2 separate regions of the Mus musculus genome follow, and region 2 is linked to region 1. A link is a contact called in public Hi-C data. All regions are on one chromosome and are shown on one strand. Each heading gives the region's core, a stretch centred on a gene start, on an enhancer-like site or on the middle of the called end of the contact. The rest is flanking DNA. Distances are from core to core; before and after follow the strand shown. Region 1 has its middle 4.8 kb from the start of Gm42196. Region 2 overlaps Tnik (TRAF2 and NCK interacting kinase).

Region 1 (6,886 bases), core at 1,288-3,787:
GCTTTTAAAAAGTGGTATTTAAGCAGCATGGAAGTAGCCTAGGAGAAATTCATGCAAAATCCATTCAGGCCTATAATTTACATCTGCTGCCTGAGTTGGAACACCTCCCTTCCATAACTGGAAATCTATGGGCCTAATTCTGGGATGACTGGAAGGAGGTTTATGTCTCAGCGTGTAGCTGAGCAATCTGTCACTGGGAGGGTAAAGCTGTAACCCCCAGTATAAGAAGCTGGGCCCTAGTGTTAAAATAGAAAGATAGAAAGATGGAAACACAGAAAGAAGGGAGAGGGTGGGGCGGGGTTGGGAGTACACACTTAAAAATCCACACTCAAGGACTTATGTTTGCTTGCAGGTCCAGAGGCTTGAGCCTGCCCTCTGCCCAAATCTGCAGTCTTTCCCACTCACCATGGTCTGCGATTAATTTAGTGCCCAAGAACCTCGAGTTGCTCCTGTGTTGAAGGTGAGCACCCTGATGTAAAGTTTGATATGTCACCAAGTCACTAGATCCACACTGACCTGCAGTGGGCTTTGCTGTTTCCCATGAGTGTTCTGGGCTCAATGTAGATTTTGTTTTGTTTGAAGATTTTCGTTTCTATGTGTTTTTGTTTCTATGTGTGTGGGTTCCATGTGCGTGCATGCATATGGGAGCTAGAGTTACAGGTGGTTGTGAGCCATTCAACATGGGTGCTTAGAACCAAACTTAGGCCCATGGCAAGGAGGAAGGAAGGGACTCTGATGTCCACTTGGTCTGGCCTTTAGTGCTGAAGAGCAAGAAGAACAAGAACAAGAAGAGATACCGAAATGTCTGTATTATATTGAAAAGGAGAGGGTGGGGCAGGGTTGGGAGCACACACTTAAAATCCATACTCAAGGACTTATGTTTGCTCCTGGGGGAGGGAGGGTAAGCCAGCTCCTCAGCTGGAAAGTTCAGGGCAGAGAGCAGAGTATGTATGCCCTGTAACAGGTAGGGCCTGAGGGATGCCCAGAGAACCTGGCGGCCAAGTTCACTTTGGTATGTAAACTATGCACCTCAGTTATTTGTCCCAGGTCTGAATCTCACCACAGGCTATTCCAACATTAGCTCTCCCCAAGCTGCCTATAGGTACCAGGATTTTATGTAAAGCATAAATCGTTCTCCTCAGACTGAAATACTCCTACTCCGTTATGGCTTAATGCTTTGCCTTTTTAGTTCTGTGACCTTGAGTAGCCCACTTCATTTTTCTGGGCTACAGTTTTCCCTGTATAAAAAGGTATGGCTTCTGTTCTAGAGTATAGGGCTCAGAATAAACAGATTGTCATTTGTTGTTGTTTTGGGTCATTCTAGGGACACATGTGTCACAAGACATTAGTCCTATATACTCAAAGAACGCACAAAATATTTCAGCACAGAGAAATGAGAAAAACAGCTATTTCCGCAAATCTTTCCTTTGTTAAAAAATTTTAAAATGTATTACATAAGTTTTCTTTCAACATAACAAATATATCGAAACTAATTTTTTTCTTTTAAAGGTGGCCATGTGGTCCATGCCTATAATCCTAGCCTTCTGAAGGAGGATCAGAGTTCAAGGTCATTTTGGCTACACAGTGAGTCTGAGGCTAATCTGGGCTACATAAGGCCCTGTCTTAAAGAACAAAAGGCCCAAAAGTGATTTAGGGCTTGTGAGAAAGAAATCAGGAGTCTGGAAAAATGGCTCCCTCTGACACATCACACATACTGTGAACACAGAAATGGGATGAAGGAAGGATGAAGGAAGGAAGAAGGGAAAGAAGGGAGAGAAGGGAGGAAGGAAGGGAAGAAAGAAAGAAATGAAGGAGGAAGATAGGGAGGGAGGAAGAGAGGAATGAGAGAGGGAGGAAGGAAGAGGAGAGGGAAGGAGGGAAGAGGGAGGGAGGAATGAAGGAGGGAGGGAGGAAAGGAGAGAGGGAGAGAGGGAGGGAGAAAAGTGTCCTATCAAGGAGGTTTGGGGAAGCCATTCTTCCAGAAGATCAGAATGGAGAGCCCCACCTGCACCCCAGCCCACCTGCTGGGATAGGCCCAGAGGGAGGTGCTGAGGCCTGAGACAGCCAATGAGAGATACTTATTGTCAAGCAACAATCTCCTGTTAGTTTTTTCTGCACCATCAGAATGCAGGGGACCAGGGAAACCCCCGAGAGGGATACCTCTGGGTGCCGCTGTTACAGACAAGGACTTTTAACTATCCTTGAGGTAAACAAAAGGGATCCCTTAGAGAACAGAACACCCTGAGGACCTGGGATGCAGTTCCATTGGTAGGGTGCCTGCCTAGTGTACAAAGCCCCTAGTGGATGAGTCCTAGCACTCCATAGCCTGGACTTGATGCCAAAGGCCTGGAATCCCAGCAGGAGGCAGGAGGATCGGAAGTCCATCTTCATCTATTTAGCAAGTTCCAGGTCAGCCTAATTCCTGGAGATCCTGTTTCAAAAACGGGAGAAGAGAGGGGGATGATATGACCGAGTCTGGCTTTGTGGATGGTCCAGAGGCAGGGCAAGGCCAGAGGAGGAGCTGCTCCTGGGGACAATCCCTAGGCCTGACCCCAGCCTCACTGCTAGCCTTCTGACTGAAGCTCCAGCTCCTCGTCTGTCCAATAGGAGAAGCCATGCAGCCAGCCAGCCAGGCAAGCGGGAGGGTCTGAGGCAGTGGCAGCAGTGGACCAGGTAAACTACATTTCTTAAGTCAGCAATTCTAGCTTTTCTCCGCTCCCCCTGACCCCGCCTTTTGCCCTTCATTTAAAGGAAACATTTCTGAACGTTCCACCAGCTTCTAAAACAACCGACATTTGTTCCCACGTAGATCCCAACTGAAGGAGGGGAGGGAAGGGGGAAGGATGGAGCTGTTTTTCTTTGACTGAAGGTCAGACCCTATACTCCTCTTACCCTCCCTGATTTCCCTCTGACTCATCTTTGGGCCTGAGGCATATCACAAGCTTCCTGTCTCCTTTTCCTTACCTGGAAAAAAAAAGGTTTTATTTCATCGGCTTCCACCTGCCTTTCTGTGCCTACTGTTTTGAGACTGTGTTCTACTTCCTCTAAATTACCTTTTCACGGGGAGTTTTAGTGTTTTCTAGAAGCAGGGAACGGACCAAGTGTTCTTTGAGTGATTCCAGCAGAGAACCGCACCAGAGAGCAGCAGGTCTCAGGCCACGTGATTATCGCCCCCTGGGGGCTGTTGGCAACGTCTAGACATTTTTGGATTATGCAATCACCGGAAGAGGAAGTGTAATAAGCAGAAAAGAGAGCTATTGCCAAATACCTACCATGCATAGGACAGTGCCTGCCACAAGAAACAATATCTGGTTTACACAGCCACTTCCCTTGTCTTCGGATGAATGGAACGCTGCTCTTTCTGCTAACCCGTGACAACGTCTGACTTGGGGAGCCCACAGCAGGAAAACCTCATCCCATTCTCTTCAAGGCTCCCTCCACCATCCCCCCTGCAGCAAACTGAGGGGAAGGGGTATCTGATTTCCAAGCTCGTTTTGCAGGGTGGGGAATTCAAGTTCCCAAGACACAGGCTCAACCTGAGATGGTCCTCCCTATAGGAGTACCTGCCTTCCGCGTCCCTCGTGGATGGTGCGACACCAGACTTATCTGGTTAAAGAGAAATGCTTCCTTGCTGCCTTCTTTGCTGGGGACAAGCCCCAGACAGTTGCACTGGTAAAAACCTCAGGACCAGACCCAAAGCCTCAAGGTCCACAGACAACGATGCTAATAGGTTGGAAATAGGCACAAAAGTCCAAACAGGAAGCTTTCTATCCTCCCCCTGACTCCTCCTCCCTCTGGGTTCAGGTATCTGTTCCTTTCCCTCTTCCGGACACTGTCCCAGCTAGCAGGAAGTTGCCAGGAAAGCGAATCTTACTATGTTCTTTGAGACTGAACGTGCTGATGTTTGTAACGAGCTATGGAGAGAAAATGATTAATCCAAAGTCATGACCACCCCTGGGGGTCTTCGTTGTCCCCAAGGGGCTGACAAACCAGATGGTGACTGAGGTGACCACTTCACTCTCACGGAAGGGTTAGTGTAGGGAAGGAGCCAAACTCACCATGTATGGCTACACAGTGCTCCATGGGGCTCAGTAGACCCTGGTATGCTTTTTTGTCTTTTCTTTCTTTCTTTCTTTCTTTCTTTCTTTCTTTCTTTCTTTCTTTCTTTCTTTCTTTCTTTTGGACAGATGATTATGTTTGTCACTGAGAGTGACCTTGAACTGGTTCTCATACTGCTAGTCTCACAGGGACGTGCCACCTCTCTGCAGAGCTGCTGGTGAAAGCCAGCGCTAGCCCGACACTCCACTGCTCAGCCCGCATCGTCAACCCTGTACAGTACACTGTCACAGCAACCTAAACAGGGTAAGATGGCAAGAAGAAAAAAATGTCACAAAAGCTAAACAAAACCAAACAGAAAATAGGAAGAGTGACATCTCCGTGAGTTTTATTTGTTTGTTTAGTCTAAGTCTCACATGGTCCAGGCTGTCTTGAATTCACTCGGAGAACTGATGGTTGACTTTGAACTTTGGTCCTCTTACCTTCAGCTCAGCAGATGTTGGCATTATCAATCCTTCCTTACCTTCTATCAATTAAAAAGTTCTTATAAATATCATATACATTTCCATATTTCATTTTATGTGCATCTTGGCATACAACCAAGTACTTTCTATGGGTTTCCACGACTGTTCCTCACAACCCTATGCAGTGGTAATTATTATCCAGATATTAATATAAAATAATATGTGAGGAATAATAAATATAACCTGCAATGATTGGAGACTTCGAGGAATTAGTCAGTAGTACAACAGGCAGAGATAGGATTTGATCCTGACGATAGCTGTGATTACAAAGTTACACCATAATGTTTTGTGTTCAGGAAATAAATCTCTGAGCCTCTTTGCTCCAGGCATCTCAAATAATGCCGGTTCAAAGAACAAGAAGAGTGTTCTTGGACTCAGTGGCTTCCTCTGCTGCTTCTGTTCGGCCCCGTAGTTACAAAGGTGGCCACAGGAGACCTGCAGAAGCGGGACTTCACGTTCAGTCCACAGAACAGCCACGTCGTCATTGCTGAGACCAGCGGTTCTCAACCTGTGGGCCTCAGCCCCTTTAGGGGCAAATGACCCTTTCACAGGGGTTGCCTAAGATAATCAGAAAACATAGATACTTACATTTCAATTTATAATAGAAGCAAAACTATAGCAGTGAAGTAGTAATAAAACATTTATAGAGGCAGGCAGATGTCTGAGTTCGAGGCCAGCCTGGTCTACAAAGTGAGTTCCAGGACAGCCAGGGCTATACAAAGAAACCCTGTCTCGAAAAAAAAAATTATGATTGGGGGTCTCCATAACATGAGGAACTATATTAAGTTGTCTCAGCATTAGGAAGGTAGAGAACTGTCATAGACACCCAATAGAGTCTAGTCTTTTCTTTTCCCTCCTCCTTCCCTACCTCTTTGAGACAAAGCTGCCTGCAGCCCAGAATGGCCTGAGAATCACATATAGCCAGGGTAAACTTTAAACCTTTCTTGCCCGTTCCTCTCAAGTCCTGGGATTACAGACATGTGCCACCATACTCAATCTATTCAGTGCTGGGTTACAAATCTTGTCTCCTAGAATCCTAGGGAGGAACTAGGAGCTACTAAGTGAGCTGCCTCTCCAGTCCAGAAATCCAATTTCTTAAAATATCACAGCCTGTGTTATGACAAAGCCTCCAGGTGGTTTTAATGCACTAAAGCTTAAGAATCAGTGACCTGGGAATGTCATTGCCGCGTGGCCATAAGTGTGAAGCAGGGACTGAAAGGGTAGAGGAAGCAATAATTACAACCATTGCAATTGAATCGGAGGCTACTTTTCTTGTTTTTTAACTGCCACTATCTGAGACACCTGGGGCAAAACGGCTCAGTTATTTACTGTACACAGAACGGTGTGAAGGACCTAGGAGAGTCTACATCTAATTAGCTGTGAAACTGCATATTTTGTCTTTGATTTTCAATGGACCCATCTCTGTCGTGTCTGCCCTGTGCCAGGACCCTCCCTGTCTCTCTTCCAGCTCCCATCATCCTCCATACCACATTAACTCTTTGCTTTGATGGTTTCTATTGTGTAGCTTCTGGAACAGACCTCAACTCCTTAAGTTGACATTTAAGAACCCTGAAAATATTGTGCCCTGACTATTTTCTTTCTTTTCCTTTCTTTCTTTCCTTTTCTTTGCTTCCTCTCTTTCTTTCCCTTTCTTTCTTTCTTTCTTTCTTTCTTTCTTTCTTTCTTTCTTTCTTTCTTTCTTTCTTTTCTTCCTTCCTTCCTTCCTTCCTTCCTTCCCTCCCTCCCTCCCTCCCTCCCTCCCTCCCTTCTTTCTTTCTTTCTTTCTTTCTTTCTTTCTTTCTTTTCTTCCTTCCTTCCTTCCTTCCTTCTTTCCTCCTCCTTCCTTCCTTCCTTCCTTCCTTCCTTCTTTTCTCCTCCTTCCTTTCTTTCTTTCTTTCTTTCTTTCTTTCTTTCTTTCTTTCTTTCTTTCTTTCTTTCTTTCTTTCCTCCCTCCTTCCTTCCTTCCTTCCTTCCTTCCTTCCTTCCTTCCCTTCTTTCCATCCTTCCTTCCTTCCTTCCTTCCTTCCTTCTTTCCTCCCCCTTCCTTCCTTTCTTTTTTGATAAGGTGCTTTGGAATTACTTATGTAGCTGAGGGTGACCTTGAACTTCTGAAGCCTCTACTTTCTGGGTGCTGAGATTCCAGGTCTTAACTCCATGTCCAATTGGTGCTTGGGGACTGAAGCCACGACTCTGTGCATGCTGGGTAGGCACTCTCCCACCTGACCGCTAACCCAGCCTTGAGCCTTTCTTATTCTTACCTTTGAGCACCTGAAACCAGATCATTGAGTTTGCCACAGACTCAGTGT
Region 2 (7,559 bases), core at 2,785-5,284, 310 kb after region 1:
CATCTGGGATTACTGCCCAGCTCATTACTCCCAGCCTCCTGTTTATCTGCAGTAGTTAGAGTCCATCTTGTTTTGAAGAAGGCATACAGGGGCATGATATATATATCTATCTTCAAGTCTCCATCTCCTTTACTATAGGTAGTGAGCCTTCATTGTTTCCATGGTAACCTCACAGATTCACCTGTTTGTTGGACTTGGGAAGTTCTGCTCAGAGGCTGTGGCAGAAGAGACTATCTTGGCTTTGTCCACCTCTTTCCTGAAGCATTTGTTCCTTCCTTCCTTCCTTCCTTCCTTCCTTCCTTCCTTCCTTCCTTCCTTCCTTCCTTCCCCCCTCCCCCCCTCCCCCTCTCCCCCTCTCCCCCCCTCCCCCTATCCCCCTCTCCCCCTCTCCCCCTCTCCCCCTCTCCCCCCCTCCCCCTATCCCCCTCTCCCCCTCTCCCCCTCTCCCCCTCTCCCCCCCTCCCCCTATCCCCCTCTCCCCCTCTCCCCCTCTCTCTCTCCTTCCCTCCCTCTCTGAAGCTGCTCTCACTCCACCTGAATCTGCACAGTTCAGATTTCCTTTGTCTTTGCCTTCTACACTTCAAGTTCTTTGCTGTATAGACTACAGAGTTCTTCCCTTCCTTACCATTTCTGTCAAGACATCACGGCTACTTATAATGTTCATGGTATTAAAACCTATGGGGAATGAGAACCCGGACTTTAATTGCCATGGAGGCAAGCGCTCTCAGTTGCTCCTGTTTGCACTTGCGTAGAGGTTTATTAATTAGTGAGTGCATGCTGAATAGAGTAGCAGGTGATCTGAAAGAGATGAGCGGGTACAAAGGGAAGGCAGTTCAAGACTGTAAGAATCAACACACAGATGTTTTAAAAGCCAATCTCTTTCTTGTCTTACACTCTAAACCAGTGTGGTACTAAACTTTCAAAAGATTTCCCAACCTTTCTCGCTGATGCTGAAGCTTCAGTAAACTGCTTGTCAGATATTTACATAAGCATATTAAATTTTTAAAATTCGGCTTTAAATCTACTATACCTTTTATTTTTACATAAGTGGGCCCAGCTATTCCACCAACTTTCATAGATTTGGTGCCCGTTACATGTTTTTACTCAGCCTAAACCAGCAATCATTTCAACTCAGCTTCACAGGACCTTTCTCCCCTACATTCTCCTACTTTGATGTAGGATGTGGTGTTTGCGTTAACTATGTTATTACATGAGTGCAGTGTTGTAAAGTCTAAAGTCTTTTACTGAGCTCCAATCCCTGCACAGGATGCCCCTTTGGGCACAATGCAAGTAGAGGACCGAAGAAGCGACCCTTTGATCCCAGTTAACTCTTCCCAAGGCTATATTTCTTATGATATCTGCAAGTATTAGCAATGTGGAAAGAAATTATTTATGAAATTATCTACACAATTATATGCAAAGAAGTATTCAATAATTGCAAAGTTTAAACAAGGCTTTTCAACTATCTTCCTTGCTCATTTTCAAGATAACCTCATAATAATATTATGATTTTTGTTCACAATAGTTAAAGTCTCATGATAGAGCTAGAATGATACCCTGTTACAATTCAGTTGATTTATTTTGTTTGTTTTAGAAAACATACAGTCTATTAAATAGAGTGTACCAATTAATACATGGTAATAATGGTTCATTTTTAAGATAGAACACACGGTATTTTTTCTCTTTCTCCTCCTCTAGCCCCATATAACAGATGGAACCCAGGGCTTTGCCCATGCCAGACAAATCTACCCTGAAGCCACATCCCCAGACCATTTTTTATTACTTTGTATTTTAAGACAGGGGTTCAGTATATTGCCAGCATTACCGGTATCTACAATATGTTGTGATGGCCCTCCTGTAAAGGGGCTGTCAAGCTTAGACAACTACATGGGAATTCATTATGGACAACAAATTTGAAATGTTGACTCAGTAAGGTGGGCCGTAGAAACTTGCTTGATCTTGGTCTTCCTGTTTGTACTCGAATCTTGTAAGGAAAGCGAGCCTACCAAGCAGTTCTGTTTCTCTTCTTTATAAAAGTCAAAAGGACTTGCCTAGAGCTTCATTGGAAAATTGAAAACATCAAACTTCTGAAAGGAGTGTATGTACCCTCATTCCTCTGGCTCCCATCTATTCATCTCCTATGGATTTTTCATGCCTTCCTAATTTGTTTTCTGAATTATTTTCTCCTCAAAGAAAGCTTTTAAAATTTTTACAGTAGCAGTATTCTGTTTTTGGAAAAGAATCCACCAGCCTTTAAAAGCATCGTGCGTCAGTTGCTAAGTATTTTATAGTATTTATAAGTGTAGGTGTTGAATGTCTATCAATGGGTGGTACATTATTATTAATTATTATTAGCATTAAATTTCTATTAAGTTCGTGGCATCTAATACAGGTTTTGTTGTTGTTGTTTGGGCAGATTAGGAATGATACTTAAAAACCAGTACAGTTCTGTTACTTAAATAAGCATTGGTTTTCTTTTCTACTATGTATGAACGTGTGAATGCGTGCTTGTGTGTTAGGTGCTTTGATGTGTGTGCACATGTGTAGAGGCCACAAGCCTCACCTTAGGAGCTGCCCACCTTGATGTTTTGAGACAGAGTCCCTCACTGGAACCTGGAACTCACCCACTCTGCTGGGCTGGTGGCCAGCCTGCTGTGATCTTCTGTCTCTTCTCCTCTCCAGCATTGGGATTGCCAGCAGGGGTGAGGGCTGGGGGATGGAGGAAAGGGCTCCTCGTGGTTCCATGTGGGTGACCTTCCTGACTATGGCTTAAGCACTTGCTAGCTCCATCTTTTCACATTGTGTCAAGGAAGGGCCGCCTCCAGCAGTTTTCCCAGCTCTCTGTAACCTGCCTCCCACTGTATTTTCAAGTGCATGGATTTATGACTTTTTATCGTTTTTTTCTGACCACACAAAGCTGATGGGCATACTTCCACCTTAGGATCCATGACTACAGGAAACCTGAATCTGTTCTCCAGGGCGATGGTCACTCATGTTTGACTGGAGATGAACTATCTCTCGCATTTCATTTAGGGAAAATGAAAGAAAGGGAAAGGTTGTCAAATGTTCTCTCTGGTTCTAAAAGCAGTCTCATCCCTAATTGCTATCTGTAAGGCTGAAATGTCAGCGGCTGCCAGGAGGAATGTAATTTGGGGGTGTGGCCACCTTTGCTTCTCTGCTTTTTAACTTTTCAGTCGTCCATATCTTTTCAATATCCATGTTGCTAATATTTAAATGAAATAATTATATATTTACAGAAACGAATCATCCTGGATAGCAAATATATGAAATATATGTTAATTATGAAGCCTTTATTCTGTTCTTTAAGCTTCAGAGGTGTGAAGAGAATAAAGAGGAAGGCAGTGCTTTCCTGCTCTGTTACTTTGATGCAAAGTCAACCTGAAAGGGTTCCTCCTTTGAAAGCCTCAGATGACATTGCTTCTTTTATTTCCATTGCTGTGCCTTTAAAAGGAGATTCTGTAGTGTGTGTGTGTGTGTGTGTGTGTGTGTGAGAGAGAGAGAGAGAGACAGAGAGACAGAGACAGAGACAGAGAGAGAGACAGAGACAGAGACAGACAAAGAGAGACAGAGAGACAGAGACAGAGAGACAGAGACAGAGAGAGAGACAGAGACAGACAGAGACAGAGAGACAGAGACAGAGAGACAGAGAGACAGAGACAGAGAGAGAGCGAGAGAGAGAGAGAGAGAGATGTTTGTTTCCAGAGAACTCATTCCCACAGCACGTGGGGGATTAAGTGGCCATACTGCAGGCACGAATGGGCTATTGAAGATGTAGTAATGATCAAAATCTAGAGAAATCCATTAGAGAATGAAAAATGCCTTATATAGGTAATAAGTGAAGTATAATGTATACTGCACAAGGTGCCCCTAAGATGAGGGAAAATATTGGTAAGAATTGGGGGTGGGGGGGGGTTTTCTAGGGGAAGACTCTTAGTCACTGGAGCCCAGGATGTAGACATAAAGGCAGCGTCAAGCAGGCATAGCAGAAGGAAGAGACATAAAGGCACTCTGGCACATTCGAGGAGGATGAGGGAACCAGGTTCGCCCTGTGGTAAAGATGGGGACAGCAGGACAGAGGTTATAAATAGTTCCCATCAAGCCCCAAAAGAGCTGGGATATCCCTGTCACTTACCCAGGCACACCACCAACTGTCTCTCTATGTATTAATTTGATCTCTATTGCAAACTACTAACCTAATTCTATCTGTTTTATGGATAAAGGGCCTCTAAACAAAAGTTACTCTAGACCCTCCCAGATCACCCCTGAACACCTCCTATCCCTCAGTCCCTTCCTCTTAACTATTGTTCTGCCTTGTGTGACCTGCAAGGCTTCACTACAGAACTGTGTCTGTCTCCTGGTCTGTGTGAGAAGAAAGGGTGGTCAGAGAGTTAGCAGCATGCTCTCACCAAGTTCTCACCATCCCTGATTTGTCAGCGAACTGTAGGATGAAAGTGTGGTCAAAAGAAGAATTTCACTGGAGTCAGGGAAACCTCACCCTTCTGGAAAGGAAGCTTCCTAGCAGGGGAGTCATATTGCAGCTAAATTTAGCTGTCCGTCAGTACACTCACTACCTCGTCAGCCGTCTGGCCATTCAGGCTGGCCTAGAGCTTGGGCATGCCTTACTTACTAAAAAGGACTCTTGCTCTTTCTCGGCGGCCTCATATTTCACTTATGTTCCTTGCCCCAAGATTGCAGGCGAACCTATTTCCAGAATTACTGTCTTCTAGGGAACACACACCAATGAGGCACTTAAGTCCTTGTTCCCACTGACTTACTCCCCAAGGACAGCATGCCTGCTGTCAGATTGGTATGGTCCCTCACTCTGAAAGAATGCCTTTAATTCATAACAGAAACTTTTACAGTACCTTTTTTGTTTGTTTGTCTGTTTTTGCCTTTGTTCTCCTAATGCACAGAATGGTATGAAGGTCCATGCTCAGAAAGCATGTAGTTCATATGGCCTGTGCTAGTGACATGGGAGGCAGCAAGGGTTGGCACCACACATAGTGTGCTGGGCCTTCCCACATCAATCATGAAAGTTGCCCACAAACTTACCTGTAGGCAAAGCTGGGGCATTTCCTTAGTTGATATGCCCTCTACCCAGATGACTCCAGCTTGTGTCAAGTTGACATGAAACTAGCCAGCACAAAGGAACACTTTCCAAAATTAATACCTAAGCATCAATTTTCCCACTGTTTCCAAGCACTCCAAGCCTCTTTGGTCCTCACACTACATTATCCATGTTTTAATAGAGACAATGAAGATCTTGTTAAGTGACCAATTACACACGGAAGTCAGAAGAATGGTCCCGGAGGCCACATCATGGTTTGGTTGAGAAGCACTGACCTCACTTCAAAAAGTAGTGTCTTCTAGCCCATTGCTCTCCGTGTCTGACTTTTCCCCGTGCCATGCTGCTTTTGGTACTGTAACTCTGTAGTATAATTGAAGTCAGGAATGGTGATAATGTGTTATGCTTTCTGCTCAGGACCGGCTGCTTAGGCAATGTAGGCTCTTTTGTTCTTCAATATGAATGTCTTTATTTTTCTATTTTAGTGAAGATCATCATGAGAGTTTTGATGGGAGTAAGGAGAGCCAAGAAAAGGGAGAGCACAGGGAATGTACTCAACATATGCTAAAAACTGGTATGAAAATTGTAATACAAACAGTAAAACATGGTTTAAAATCATTTGTGAGGTGCTACTAAGCAAAGACAGAACAATGCCACCTGTCTGCCCTTTCCATGCCCATCACCCATGAGATCCCCAGCTAAGGCCTCATCTGGGCATCTTTGTAACTGGTGGTTCTGCACACACTTCGCTGTGCACTGGGCATCTACTGAATGTCAAACTCTAAGGACCAGATTCACCCTTTGGTTCCCCTGACATTTGGGAGCTCAAAATAGTGTGTCAGACAAAGGAGAATCTCTTTTAAATATGGCATGCTTAGCAGCATACCTTGCCCCTACTCACAAGATGCCAGCACTGACAGATAGTCATAGCAATCAGAAGTCTAGACCCTGTCACATGTCCCCAGGGGGCAAAATTGCCTTGCTGGAAACCACCATTTTAAAGTATCCGAGGTAGAGGTACAGTGTAATGTGCAGGCATTTATTAGGATTAAAACATACTACTTTAAAGTCCGTCCCCCATAGAATGGGGGGATATAGTGATGCACATGTGCTCTCACAGAGGAGACGTCTGAGTGAGAGCCCTCGCTACAGCCCTTTCCCCCTTGCTCAGGAATCATTATGACTCCAGTAAATTGCTCACTAAATTTCATCTGTCGCCCTGGTTCCTGCTCAGATTCAGCTAAAGCCTGTTGAAATTGATTTTTGTGTCAGCCGCACAGCAGAGATTCAGTAAGGACCAGAGAGCATCCCTTTCATTACTGTCTATTTTTTTCCCCTCTGAATTACTTTAGATTTGGTGGGCCCTAATTATATTCCGGCGCTTTCCCGACTGACATTTCCTTTGTTTTAATGAAAACTTCTGGAGGTTTGAGGACACTGTGGGAGAGGCTGTATTCAGCAGCAGCCTCAAGGGAGTCAAATGGTTCCCCGTTTGTGCTTCTGAGTTGGGAACACTTTAGGCCTGTTGCTGTCTGACAACTCTGAGTGTACAGGGCTGTTCTCCCTCCTGCTGCTGCTGCTGCTGCTGCTGCTGCTGCTGCTGCTGCTGCTGCTGCTGCTGCTGCTGCTGCTGCTACTGACACCTGGGGAGGACTGAGCCACTCTGGGGGTGGACAGCTTTCCTTCTGAAACTCAGCACTGTCTTTGTGACTATTATTTGTCCTCCTTGGCCACCCCCCCCACCCTATGCCTCATGGTCACAACCAGCACCCCCTATCTCATCCACTAGTGGTAAACCTCTGTCTACCGGGGTCAGTGTAAAAGCAAATCTAAGCAGGGCCACAGAAGAAGACATCATGAGGCTGGCTCTCTCTCTCTCTCTCTCTCTCTCTCTCTCTCTCTCTCTCTCTCTCTCCCCAGTGCTGATAATGAACAGATGAGTACAGGGATTGGGTTGCTCAAGGGCTCCCTCAGTCTGTTGGTTAACATGGAGAAGCCAACCGGAAACAAACCAAACCCTTATGTAGGAATCCTTGTCACAGACCCCTGCCTCAGACCACGTGGTTCTCCCTTCCTGTGACAGGTCCTTCCTGTGCCAGCTCTCTGTTATCCAGATAGTGCTTCTCTGAGCTTCTCCCAGGTTAAGTTGGTCAGTTGACTGACTTCTTGGCTCTGATTGACTGAAGCGAAGCACCCAGTTCACCAAGCATAACAACTTCACGTTTATTGGCATGTTTTGGGAACCACCTATTGCAAGAAGCTGTCCTAGGCTGGGGAAGAAGATAAATGGACAAGGAGAAACTTTCCCTTTTAGGGTACAGAGCCTGGAAACCTGAGGACTGGACCCTAAGACCCATGGCATTAGGTCATTAGGATCTCAGGATTGGTGATTTCTGTATGGTTCACATGTGTGCTCGTAAGCTGTTGGACACTAAAGGCTTCCCCCTCTGCTTTTGACAGACTGTGTCAAGGT

The links. Hi-C and Micro-C count contacts between places; a contact is called where the count stands out from the background.
Region 2: a contact with region 1 is called in a Hi-C map of muscle stem cells, with 2.5 times the contacts expected there. The contact joins two enhancer-like sites. A contact is called at or near these places in 8 of 484 Hi-C or Micro-C datasets (the HL-1 cell line, the HPC-7 cell line, cortical neurons and 4 more) and 3 of 115 datasets of contacts at active chromatin or transcription factors (embryonic fibroblasts, neural tube and trophoblast stem cells).

The regions. Positions count from the first base shown.
Region 1 is chr3:28,168,219-28,175,104 of GRCm38.p6, forward strand. No RefSeq gene overlaps it. Among named protein-coding and RNA genes, the nearest start is that of Gm42196, 4.8 kb to the right of the region's middle. Within about 2 kb of position 2,538, at least 82 of the 459 cell types and tissues checked have an H3K27ac peak or open chromatin away from gene starts, as enhancers often do. A contact at or near this core is called in muscle stem cells and trophoblast stem cells, where this site is marked.
Region 2 is chr3:28,481,342-28,488,900 of GRCm38.p6, forward strand. All of the region lies in intron 2 of Tnik (TRAF2 and NCK interacting kinase), which reads left to right. Among named protein-coding and RNA genes, the nearest start is that of Mir466q, 65 kb to the left of the region's middle. Within about 2 kb of position 4,035, at least 36 of the 459 cell types and tissues checked have an H3K27ac peak or open chromatin away from gene starts, as enhancers often do. A contact at or near this core is called in muscle stem cells and trophoblast stem cells, where this site is marked.